Linked DNA regions of Macaca mulatta: region 2 is linked to region 1. A link is a contact called in public Hi-C data. All regions are on one chromosome and are shown on one strand. Each heading gives the region's core, a stretch centred on a gene start, on an enhancer-like site or on the middle of the called end of the contact. The rest is flanking DNA. Distances are from core to core; before and after follow the strand shown. Region 1 holds the start of BHLHE40 (basic helix-loop-helix family member e40). Region 2 has its middle 45 kb from the start of BHLHE40.

Evidence for each region. A called contact is a pair of places that touch in the nucleus more often than the background predicts.
Region 2: a Hi-C map of CD4 T cells shows a contact between it and region 1, with 2.8 times the contacts expected there. The contact joins the enhancer-like site here to the promoter of BHLHE40 in region 1. A contact is called at or near these places in 5 of 14 Hi-C or Micro-C datasets (CD4 T cells, blood, cortical neurons and 2 more).

Annotation. Positions count from the first base shown.
Region 1 is chr2:143,716,073-143,721,738 of T2T-MMU8v2.0, forward strand. It overlaps BHLHE40 (basic helix-loop-helix family member e40), which reads left to right and starts at 3,610. Exons shown (of 5, transcript NM_001257518.1): 1 at 3,610-3,950; 2 at 4,114-4,183; 3 at 4,444-4,551; 4 at 5,453-5,576. The coding sequence starts at 3,871.
Region 2 is chr2:143,761,680-143,767,955 of T2T-MMU8v2.0, forward strand. No RefSeq gene overlaps it. Among named protein-coding and RNA genes, the nearest start is that of BHLHE40, 45 kb to the left of the region's middle. Within about 2 kb of position 4,997, at least 28 of the 40 cell types and tissues checked have an H3K27ac peak or open chromatin away from gene starts, as enhancers often do. A contact at or near this core is called in CD4 T cells and blood, where this site is marked.

The sequences.
Region 1 (5,666 bases), core at 2,360-4,859:
TAGCCCAACCAAGCCTTGGCTGCCCTATGCTTAAATATACTTAAGATGTGTGTAAAGACACACGTGTGTGTATTGAGACATGATGTAAAATGCATTTCTTACTGTGAGTTGAGATAAAAATTTTTGAGGTTTCATAAGCAGGTAAAAAGTGGTATCTGAGCAAGCAAGTTGTGGGGATGAATAGGGGAGCTTGGAGCTCTAAATTCTTGCACAGGAAGGGCCCAGGAGTTACTATAGATAGTAAGAGTATAGACTCATTCAGCACACAGTGTAAGGCCACCAAGAAGCTGAGTCCCAATAGGAAAGAAAAGAAAGATCCCATCTTTCTCTTGTGCAAAATTATGTTCTTTCCCCACTTAGAAGAGACAAACAGCAGGGATGGCTACAAAATGGCAGGATTACCCAGTCAGTGCAGCTGCTCAGTGCCACACTGCACTACTCCAGAGGGTGCTCTCACACAGACTGCAATGTGAGTAGCTCCCCCTGGAGTTGAGCGGTGCACAACCCAAACAACCCTACCAGGCAACCATAAGTATAGTGATTAAGAGCACAAGCTTTGGAGTCCAACAAACCCGGGGGGCTTGTCTCAGACTGAATCCCAGACTATATAACCTGGGGCAGGTTATTTAGCCTCCTTGAACCTCAGTTTTCCAAACAGAGTATGTTATACATCCCTAGGCTCTATTTCAGTGTCTGGCATTGAATAACAATAAATATGTGTTAAATGAATTGAGCTAATACTAGTACCTGCCTATAAGGTGGTGGTGAAGAGCAAAGAAATTGACATATGAAAGGTTTTTAATATCTACAAAAGATGACAGACTGAAATAGTAACATTCTCCAGGATGGAAAGATACATGCCAGGTAGGAATTGTTTGTTCAAATTGCTATTTTTTAAAAGCCATAAGCTATGGAGAGAACAACAGATTTTTTTTTTTTTAATCCGGATACGGTGGAACTCTGGTAGGATGTGAATAGTTCTTGAAGCTTGAGAATACATTTGGAACAAATAAAAAGTAGGAAATGCATACATGTTATTTACAGTTGTAGGGCAGGTAGGGGCAAAATGTGTTGATAAACTCAAAGAATTTTAAGAATGATATTGTCATGAGCCATGAGCCATGGAAGCTGCAGGGTTTGGGCTCACTCCTGCCATCGGGTGAGGAGTGTCAGCGGAAGGGGGTGTGTGTCCTTTCCTCTCCCAGTGTTTATTTCCTAGTGGAACCGTGGTTTTGACGCAGTCATGACAACTCTTCATCCTTATTAAAGTCACACAATGAAGCAGGTCGCCCAAGATTGAAAGCACGTTTCCAGGGCGGACTCCGGTTCCTGTCTTTGGCCAGCAAAAGTACATTCTGGCAGGGAGGGATCTCTGAGCCCCGAAGTGAGGTCATGCCAGTTAGCAGTTAGAAAAGGAGGCATTTCTCACACTTGCTAATGAGTTTGACGCTTGTGAAATATAAACAGGAAGTGGGAGCTCTCCAAGGCGACCTGAAGGAAATACACTCCCAGTTTGGTCAACTTGTGAATGCCAGTTCTCTAGGGCGTCAAGGACACTGCCAGTTAAGACTGACTCCCTAACTGCACCCGAGGCTACTCTTCACCCAGTCTCAGCAGTGACCCCATTTTTTTTTTTTTTCAATCCTTCCCACTGCCAGGTCACTCAGCAGCGCGGTGACTGACCCAAAGCGCAGTGGGAAAGGCTTACAGTCATCTCTCAACTCCCCGAACTTGCAGGGCAGGGGAGCGCAGAGGTCAGTGAAATCCCCAGCCAGGCCTTATTTTAGTCATGAGTTTCCACTGGCTCCCTCCTCTGACTGTATCAGCGCTGCTCACAACACGGGATTGGAGTTTCAGCTGTTTTCCCTGCTCCAGGCTGAGTGAGAAGGTCACAGAGCCCGGACTTTTCCGGGGGAGGTGGGTGGGGCCCTCCGGCAGCCTAAGTGAGATTGCAGAGATCTGGGGCCGTTGGAGGAGGTCTTTCCGCCCCTGGCTCGGGACTTTGGGTTAGCTTCTCCCCCGCTTCTCTACCTAGGCATCTTGGTTAGAATTAAATTAAAAACACAAAGCAACACAAGTTCTCTTTTTTTTTTCCCTCTGTCAGCCAGTGGCCTCGATACAATTTTCCCAGGGCTGCCTTTCCTTTATTGCTCAATTTATCCTCTTCCTAGAGGTTCTGTAAGTTCAAGGGCAGGATCCGTGTCGGATTCATCAACAAACACAGCGCCTAGCACAGAGTAGGGGGCTCAACAAATATGTGTCGACTGCATGATTGCTAAGATTTTACTGTGTAACAGGCGGTTTTATTTCTTGTCTCTCTCATCCCTCCTGCCCTGGGTGCAGACCGCAAACAGCGCCGCCGAAGTTCCCAACAGGCAGGGAGAGGGCCGATCCGGGTTGGCACACCACGTCCCCGGGGTCTCAGTCCCTGGGTCAACGCAGAGGGGCTCGCGGTCCGCGGCGCTGCGACCTGAGCCCCGGCCACGTGAAGCGTCACGCCCTGCGCTGCTGCAGGGCAGGCGCCGCCGCCGCGGTTGTGTAACGCTGCAGCCGGAGGGGAGGCGACCCGGGCGCCTCTGCTCTGGAGGGGGCAGAGGAGGGAGGGAACACCGGGCACCGTGCCCGGTATCTTTCTGTGCTTGACTGGCCGGGAGGAAGGGGGTGACACTGGGGCACCCAGGGGGCTGCGCAACCAGGTGCCCGCCCGCCCGCAGGCTGTGCCCGGGAGCGGAGCTCCTGGGGAGCGAGGGGCCCTCGGCTCACACCCTCCTCGGTCAGGTGCGCGCGGCGTGCTCGGCGGCAGCCTCAGCTGCCCCTGCGCTTGGCTGTCTGCCCGCTTCCCATGGGGTGACATCCGCCCCGCCCCTCGGTCCCTCCCCAAGGCGGGCAATTCCTGGACGCGAGGGTGAGCAGTGGGGGCAGGGAAGCCAGGACGGAAAGAAACCCCAGCCTCTGGGGAAGGCTGGGGGGCCGGGCGACTCCCTCCGCTGAGCGCCGGTTCCTCCAAGCGGGCCGGGCGGGGGAGGAGGAAGAGGGCTGGGCTGGAGCTAGCAAGGGGATATTCCTCTCCCGGCTTGAGTCAGACGCGGGCGGATCCGTCCTCCCCCGTTCCCTCCCAGGAGACGGGAACTTACTTCATTTCCCTGGGGCAGGTTCGCCCACGTTACCAACTCTCCCCCTCCCCCAGCAGCCCCGTCCCTTCCAGCTTCCGCGCCCCCCACCCAACTGGGCAGGACCCAGGTTGCGCTGCCACCCCCTCTTCGGGGAAAGGCGGCCGCAGCCGCAGACACCTGGGGGCCGGGGCTGGGGGTGGGGGCTCCCTAGCAGCCGCCGGAGCGTTGTCCAACACGTGAGACTCATGTGATGAAGCCGGGGGAGGGCGGGCAGGTCGCTCCTTCCCTCCCCGGCAGTGGCCAGACGTGCCTGGAGTCACAGGGTAGAACACGTAGCTCCAACCCACCCACTCGCTCCCATTTAACCCAGCCCGCAGCCTCTCCATTACTCCTCGGCTTGTGCCCCCACCCCCCCCACTCCGCCCTAACCGCCCCCCCCCCACCCGCTCCCTCCCGCCTCCCCGCCCGCCCCACTTCTCATTCACTTGGCTCGCACGGCGCAGACCGCGCAGGGAGCACACACCGCCAGTCTGTGCGCTGAGTTGGAGCCAGAGGCCGCGGGGACACCGGGCCATGCACGCCCCCAACTGAAGCTGCATCTCAAAGCCGAAGATTCCAGCAGCCCAGGGGATTTCAAAGAGCTCAGACTCAGAGGAACATCTGCGGAGAGACCCCCGAAGCCCGCTCCAGGACAGTCCTCATCCAGACGCTCCGCTAGAGCAGACAGGAGCGCGCAGTGGCCCCGGCTCGCCGCACCATGGAGCGGATCCCCAGCGCGCAACCACCCCCCGCCTGCCTGCCCAAAGCACCGGGACTGGAGCACGGAGACCTACCAGGGTAAGTTGGCACTCCTTGGCCCTTCAAGCCTCAACTCCAGCCCCATGTTATGCGCCACTCTCAACTTGGAGCAGCTCCGGGCGCACCGGGGGGTTCTTGCCCGGCAGAACGCCTGCAGCCGTGCGCAAGCAGTCACGACCCTTCCTGGTCTCTCTTCCTGCAGGATGGATTTTGCCCACATGTACCAAGTGTACAAGTCAAGACGGGGAATAAAGCGGAGCGAGGACAGCAAGGTAAGCAAGTGCACCCCTGGGGACCCTGCGCTCAGCCCCTCGCGCGCGCTGAGTTTCCAAGAAAAGTTTTCTCGCTTAGAGGTTGGCGAGGGGATGCAGGGTGTGGGCTCGGTGCCTCTTCTGAGTGACTTGGAAAAGAAGGGGCAGATGATGGTTCTGGTGCTATTCTGCTCCTCTGCCGGACTCGTGCTGCGGGGCTGGGAGGATAGGCTTCTCATCTCCTTTCCCAAGCGCCCACCGCCTCCCCGTGCGTCTTGCAGGAGACCTACAAATTGCCGCACCGGCTCATCGAGAAAAAGAGACGTGACCGGATTAACGAGTGCATCGCCCAGCTGAAGGATCTCCTACCAGAACATCTCAAACTTACAGTAAGTGAGAAGCTGGCCCCTTTCCAACCCAGTCCTTTGCCCAGAGGGCGGGCGGGGGTCACTCGCCGCCTGCAGGTTCCGCGGGGAACTGCAGACCAGACGGGCGGATCAGAGCTGGCGGGTGGCTCTGTGGTGGGGTCCTCCTCCACAGTCCTTGCGTTTTCTGGCTGACTCATGCAAATGAGGCGAGAACCGCTTGGACCTCTCCAAGTTGGCTACAACACCAACTGGCCTTCCTTTTCAAGAGTTTAACTTCTGGTGATTTTCAGGATTCCCTAGTTTTTCTAACTTAAAGGAACACGCCAAGCAACACACACATTTACCCCTTTCCCTCCACCACTCCCCCCACCTTTTTTTTTGTTGTTAAATAAGTGGACTTGCTTTGGTGTGTGATTTTTACGGCCTGTCCTTTCTTGACAGTAGCCCTCAGCTACTTGGCAGCCTTTGGTTGGGGAAATGGAAAAAAAAAAAAAAAGTATTTTGGGAGGAACAAAAAAGCCTGAATGAGCTGGAAGTTCTGAAAGGGTGTAAGGAAAGAAGTAGGGAAAGCCTATTGGCTGCCAGACATAATAGAGGTCCCTCTCTGAGTTGACACCCCTGCAGAAAAATGTTATCTCTGGATTCCCCTGAGTTAAGGTCAGCAGAGGCTGCTGGAGAAATTTATCTGTCAAAGCATTTTCCTGAGGTAGTTGCAGCTTCCAAAATGCCTCCAAAGAGAGATGGCACCCTTTTTAAAATTATTTAATCATATATATTTTATATATATGTGTGTTAGAACAGCCAACGAAGAAAGACTATCCACTTTTTTTTTTTCTTTTAGAGACATTTCTCTTTGCTAAGAAATATCCCAAAGGTGGGACTTCTTTGACCTCACCGCTGACTAAGCCTCTTTTCCTTCTAGACTTTGGGTCACTTGGAAAAAGCAGTGGTTCTTGAACTTACCTTGAAGCATGTGAAAGCACTAACAAACCTAATTGATCAGCAGCAGCAGAAAATCATTGCCCTGCAGAGCGGTTTACAAGCTGGTGAGTGCTGATTCTGGCTCTCCTCTTTTTAAGAGTTTGAGCACAAATAGAGAGCCTGTGGGCTCAACATCTGATGGAATAAACATTACT
Region 2 (6,276 bases), core at 3,747-6,246, 47 kb after region 1:
GCAGAGCTGTGGAAGACTATGTGGAGTAATGAGATAATATATGTAACACCTAGCACATGCCGAGTGCTCAAAACATGGTAGTTATCAGCACGGTTACTTTTAAGTAAGTTGCCCAAGGCCACACAGCTAATGAAGAGCCAACATTTTGACTCAGGCCTGTTGAGTCCAGAGCGCACTCATTCCACCACATCAGACTGACTCACTAGGTAGTGACAAATCAGCAAAGTGCCACATAAACTATAAACCCTCTCTCCCACAGGCATACATTTACACACAGGGAGTGACACCTATTGCTTTTGCCTGCCCAGCAACCATTCCTTTTTATTCTGGAAACTGCATCTTATGGCTTTAACACCATCTCCAGGTCTAGGGAGGAATATGTGACTCAAGCGAGGCTGGCCAGAGTTAATCCTGATATTTTTGTTGAGAAGAAAGATCTCTTTCTAATGAGGTTGTTAAGCTCACAAAAGGTAAGACTAGAGCTACTGGGATGATTCCTTGTCATCTTATAGGCAGGCAGAGCTGCAAGATTTAAAAAAAACCAACAAATCTCTAACACTAGCATTTGGGCACCTGGAAACAGCTATGCCTGAAGCCATCTGCTGGATTTTTTTTCCCCCTGTAGCTAATTTGAATCCAATTTCTGTCTTGCAACTAAGAGTCCTCACTGACTCATTTGAGGCTTGTCTGATACTGAGGCTCATGTACCTTAAACCATCCCAGATTGACTCAACAGTATACAGCCTAAAGAGAAAAAAGGAAAAACAAATAAAGCAAATACTTTCTCTTTCTCACTTCCTTTCATCTTATATAGATATGGTACCTCTGCTAACAACTGCTAGATGAGTGTACAAACATGTCCAAGACAATCCTGTCACATTACTACTTATTAATGACCTCATTACCTGCATAAACATCATGATTCTTTGTGTCAATATCATAGTTGTCCACATCAAACCTGTGTCAATTCCACAAAAGTATGTCAGCTCCATTTCTGGTGCCCCTTTGAGAAAACTAGAGTTGGTGAGACATAAGTAAGAATATATGTTTTTCTTTTTCTTTCCTTTTTTTTTGTTTTTGAGGTGGAGTTTCGCTCTTATCACCCAGGCTGGAGTATAGTGGTGTAATCTTGGCTCACTGCAACCTCTGTCTCCTGGGTTCAAGCGATTCTCCTGCTTCACCCTCCTGAGTATCTGGGATTACAGGTGTGTGCCACCATGCCTGGCTAATTTTGTATTTTTAGTAGAGACAGGGTTTCACCACGTTGGCCAGGCTGGTCTCGAACTCTTGACCTCAAGTGATCCACCCGCCTTGGCCTCCCAAAGTGCTGGGATTACAGGTGCGAGCCACTGTGCCCGGTCGAGAATCTATGTTTTTCACTCATAGTTTGGGATTGTTCTTGCAGTTGAATACCTCTGAAATAATAATCAATGAATATTTCATTCAATAAATATTTACTGTCCCCTTCCGTGTGCCAGTCTCCTGAGTTGTCTTAGGATAATAATTATTATCCTAAATCATTCCATTACTTCTTAGATATTTAGCATTCCAACAAACAGAAAACAAGCTCTCTCCTCTCCCTTCCCAAGGGTTTATGTCTTTCATCTCCTCCTTGGCCATCCAGGTTCCCACCTCGGAGTTGGCTTTATAGCTACTGGAGCCTTCCTGAACCCATCTGTTGGGATACTGAGTCACTGAGTCATAAAGAGGAATGTTTCCCACTAAACATCACACCAGAACAGATAGACTTCCAGCTGAGCCAGCTGGTGACCTGGCCGCCCCTGAGTGGAGAGAATGGGAGACGTGGGAGGTGGGAGGCACACCACGCAGACGGTCACCTCATGGTGACGTCACCTGCCAAACCAGTGACTCACCTCCCAATTCTCCACTCTACCAGCCATATCTTGTTCACTTGGAATACCTGAGGGGAATACCAGCCTCCTGTGTTTAGTGAAAACACACACTCGTGAGCTAGTTTTTAAAGGCATGGTGTTTTCTTGCTTTCAAGTGCAGGCCTGAGTTAAGGCTGCTTCTGCTTTAATAAGTACCCAGGAGTCTCCTTTTAAAGAAAGAGTTGGATGAGAATGGGGCTTGCTATGTGGGTTACTTTTTTTTTCCTTAAAATTTTTCATTGTAGTAAAATATACATAACACAAAGTTTACCATTTTAACTTTTTTTTTTTTTTTTTTGGAGACAGAATTTCCTCTCTGTTACCTAAGCTAGAGTGCAGTGGTATGATCACTGTTTATTGCAGCCTCACCCTCTAGGGCTCAATCAATTCTCCCACCTCAGCCTCCCACGAAGCTGAGACTACAGGCATCTGCCACCACACCCAGCTATTTTTTTTTTTAAATTTTTTGGAGAGATGGGATTTCACTATGCTGCTCAGGCTGGTCTCGAACTCCCGGGCTCAAGTGATCCACCCATCTCAGCCTCCCAAAATCCTGGGATTACAGGGATGAGCCACCTTTTAACCACTTTTAAGTGCACAATTCAGAGGCATTAAGTATATTCACAATGTTGTGCAACCATCACTACCCATTCCTAGAGCTTGTTCATCATCCCTTCAATTCATCATCAATTAAATTGTTCATTGAATTCTAATCAAATGAGAACTCCCCATTTCTCTCTCCCTCCAGCCCCGGCACCTCTACTCTACTTCTGTATCTATAAATTTGTCTATTCTAGGTATCCCATATAAGTGGAATCATACAATACTGTCCTTTTGTGTCTGACTTATTTTACTTAGTATCATGCCTTCAATGTTCATCCATATTGTAGCACTCACCAGAATTTCATTCCTTTTTAAGGCTGAATATTTCATTGTACGTACATACTACATTTCGTTTATCCATTCATTTGTTGTTTTCACATCTTAGCTATTGTGGGTAGTTTACTTTTGAGTCCCTAAAGATCATTTTTTCTCTTTAGTAGTTAGAAATTCTTCTTTAGAAAGCTTCTCAGAGTTCACCTGCAGACTGGGACTAAGATGGCCAGTTCTAATGACTTCTCAGGGGGATTGTGAAGATAAAGTTAACTCCTGGGTAGCAAAGTGCTTTATACATTCTAAAATGTGTCTACCGCCATACCACCCTGAACACACCCTAGCTCTTCTAAATTCTAAAATGCCCCACAAAAATGTTTTTACTTTGTTTGTACTATTTGCTTAGCTTTTCCCCACAAGCAGGAAAACACACACACATACACACATACACACACACACACACACACACGACCCTAGGCTCCTTTCAAATTATAGTAAAATCTAGATGGAAATGGTCCAAATGAATGAGGTTTTCCCGGGATGTTTGTATACACTGCAGTCTCTCCATTCTTTCCAAAGCAGAGTACAAGTGTATTAAGTGTTTACATGGACCAGGACACTATTCTGTTAATTACTAAGCATTAATTTACTAGCTTTGGGACATGGATGAGTTACTTCACCTCTGTGCCTCAGTCTCTTCATCTGCGAAGGAGGGACCAAAGTGATAGAACTGACCTCATAGAGTTGTATTAAATGAGGTAATAATGGTAGTGGGTTTGGCACAGTGTTTGGCATACCTCAATGTAGGCCTCAACGCTAGTTGCATTGATGTTATCACGTGTTTCTTATTTGGAATTACTTTTATCCTCATCTCACATTATTAACACATAATTGAAGATTAAATGCACGGTCTTAAAATGCAGTAAAAATGCATCAATTCCAAAGAAGAAGGGCCCTGTCTGCCATGTTAATTGACGTTCTGCAAGGCTGCCTGGTAATGGTAAAGACTTCTAGTTTAGGACTCAGATTTGATTTTACTTCCCAGCTGATCTCACATTAACTGGGTATTCTACTCTGTAAAATGGGGATAACACCTACCTCATAAGGTTGTGTTTAAGCCACAAGTTCATGCCTGTGCAGCTTTGCAAGACTTAATATATGCTGGCTAGCACTGTTATTATCCTTCTCTGTCTCTTCACCTGGCACACTCGGGGTGCTCAGGAAATACTTGCCAAAATTAATTAAAACAAACATTGCAGCCAGGTGTGGTGGGTCACACCTGTAATCCCAGCACTTTGCGAGGCCAAGGTGGGTGGATCACTTGAGGTCAGGAGTTCAAGACCAGCCTGGCCAACATGGTGAAACCTTGTCTCTCTAAAAAAAAAAAAAAAAAAAAAAAATAGCGAGTGTGGTGGTATGCACCTGTAATACCAGCTACTGGAGAAGCTGAGGCAAGAGAATGGATTGAACCAGGAGGCAGAGGTTGAAGTGAGCCAAGATCAAGACACTGCACTGCAGCCTGAGTGACAAATCAAGACTGTGTCTCAAACAACAACAAACAAACAAACAAAATAAAACAAACATTGCTTCACTGATAGCAGACGGGCCATTGACTCTTAAGAGGTTTGTGAGACACTGATCTATGGCAAGAAAGGTAAGAAAAAAACCCAATCCAACCCAAACCAAACCAAACCAAATCACAGAGGCTTGAAAAGTCAGCTCTCCCAGTTACAGGCTATCTTAGGGCCCTTCTCTGGGCTTTAGTTTTCTCTGGCTTGTTTCTAACATCCTCCAGCAACTGTGCTTTGAAAACTTGACAATCAGGTACAATATGGAAGGTGGGCCACCGGATGCCTCCAGGGCAGAATCCAGGACCCGTAGTGGGTGGCCTAGTCTCCTGGGGCCTGCACCCTAGAGCCAGTGGTTTCCTGAGTGGGCCGTGCCCCGGGTCACTTCCCGGGGGCGGGTTAGCCTCACTGAGGCGGCCAGGATGCTGTTGGTCTCCTAGGCAACAGTGTGTGATCGAGAGGATGCAGTAAACCAGTGGTGTCATCCTGCGACACCAACCCACCACCCTCCCGCCCCCTCACAGCCGGGGCCCCGGCCGCAGGAAGTGGAATTCTTCTGGGAAAGCGACTGACGTCGCCGGTGGCCGCGGTCCCTGCCCCTGCCCTGGCAGGCGCTGATGCAAGCGCCGCCTCGCGCCTGCAGGCAGGCGGTCCCCGGGGAGCTGGCGCAGCTCTCTCTCCGTCTTGCTCCCTTCCGGCCACCCCCGCCCGGCTTTCCCTGTGAGAAGTCAACAGCTCCTGGGTGGTTTCCCACCGAAAGGCCCAGCGGGGTGTGTGTGGGGAGGGGCTGAAGTGTCTTTGCCCAAATCCGTTCTTCTTTCTCCCCAGCTCCTCCCAGACTGGGTTTGGGAGAATCCCAGCATCTCAACCTGGCCACGTGTCTGGGTCAATATGAAGGGCTCTCGGTGCCTCCAGCCCCTCCCTGGGACAACCTGGGTGGCCTGAGATACCTGGTGCCAGCGATGCCAAGGAAACCGTCCGGACCACTAGGGAACCTTGGGTCTGGATGGGGAGGCGGTGAAGGGCCTCTGGGGAGGAAGTAGTCCAGCCGAGGCTGGTCTCCATCGCCTTCTGCTGGCAAACGGAAGAGTTGCTCTGAAATTCCTCCTGGAACCTCCCAGAGGCTTGGGGAAGGCTGGGGGAGGGGCGCGGCCTGGAATGTTAGAGGCCACCCTTTTCATAAAGCAGACCGGGAAACTGAGGTTCAGAGAGGGCAGGGTACCTGTCCATAGTCCCGCAGCTATTCTAAGACCAAGTCAGGACCAGAATTCGCAGTGAAGCACACCGTACAATTTCCATGCTTTTGTTTTGTTTTTGAGATGGAGTTTCACTCTTGTCGCCCAGTCTGGAGTGCAGTGGCCCAATCTCAGCTCACTGCAACCTCTGCCTCCTGGGTTCAAGCGATTCTCCTGCCTCAGCCTCCCAAGGAGCTGGGACTTCAGGCCTGGGCCACCATGCCCAGTTAATTTTTGTATTTTTAGTAGAGACAGTGTTTCACCATGTTGGCCAGACTGGCCTCGAACTCCTGACCTCAAGTGATCCACCCATCTCGGCCTCCCAAAGTGCTGGGATTACACGTGGGAAACACCGCGCCCAGCAACAATCTCCATGCTTTTTAAAGCCAGGAGGCTTCACATAGTTAACTCCTTCTCTCTGAGGCCTTGTGCTCCTGTGAGCCCTTTCTCCATCACTGCATCCCAGCAGCAGTTCCAAGTGTGGTTCCTGGGCCCAAGCCTTTACCAGGGAGTATGTGAAGTCAAAACTAGTTTCATAACAATACTAAGAGGATATTTGCCTTTTTTCACTCTTTCTCTTCTGTGTGCACGGTGGAGTTTTCCAAAGACCTCATGACACGCCACGCTGCAATAGACAGACTGCAGAAGCAGATATGAGAAGCCAGCTGTCTTCTATTAAGGAAGACACTAAAGAGATTTGCAAAAATT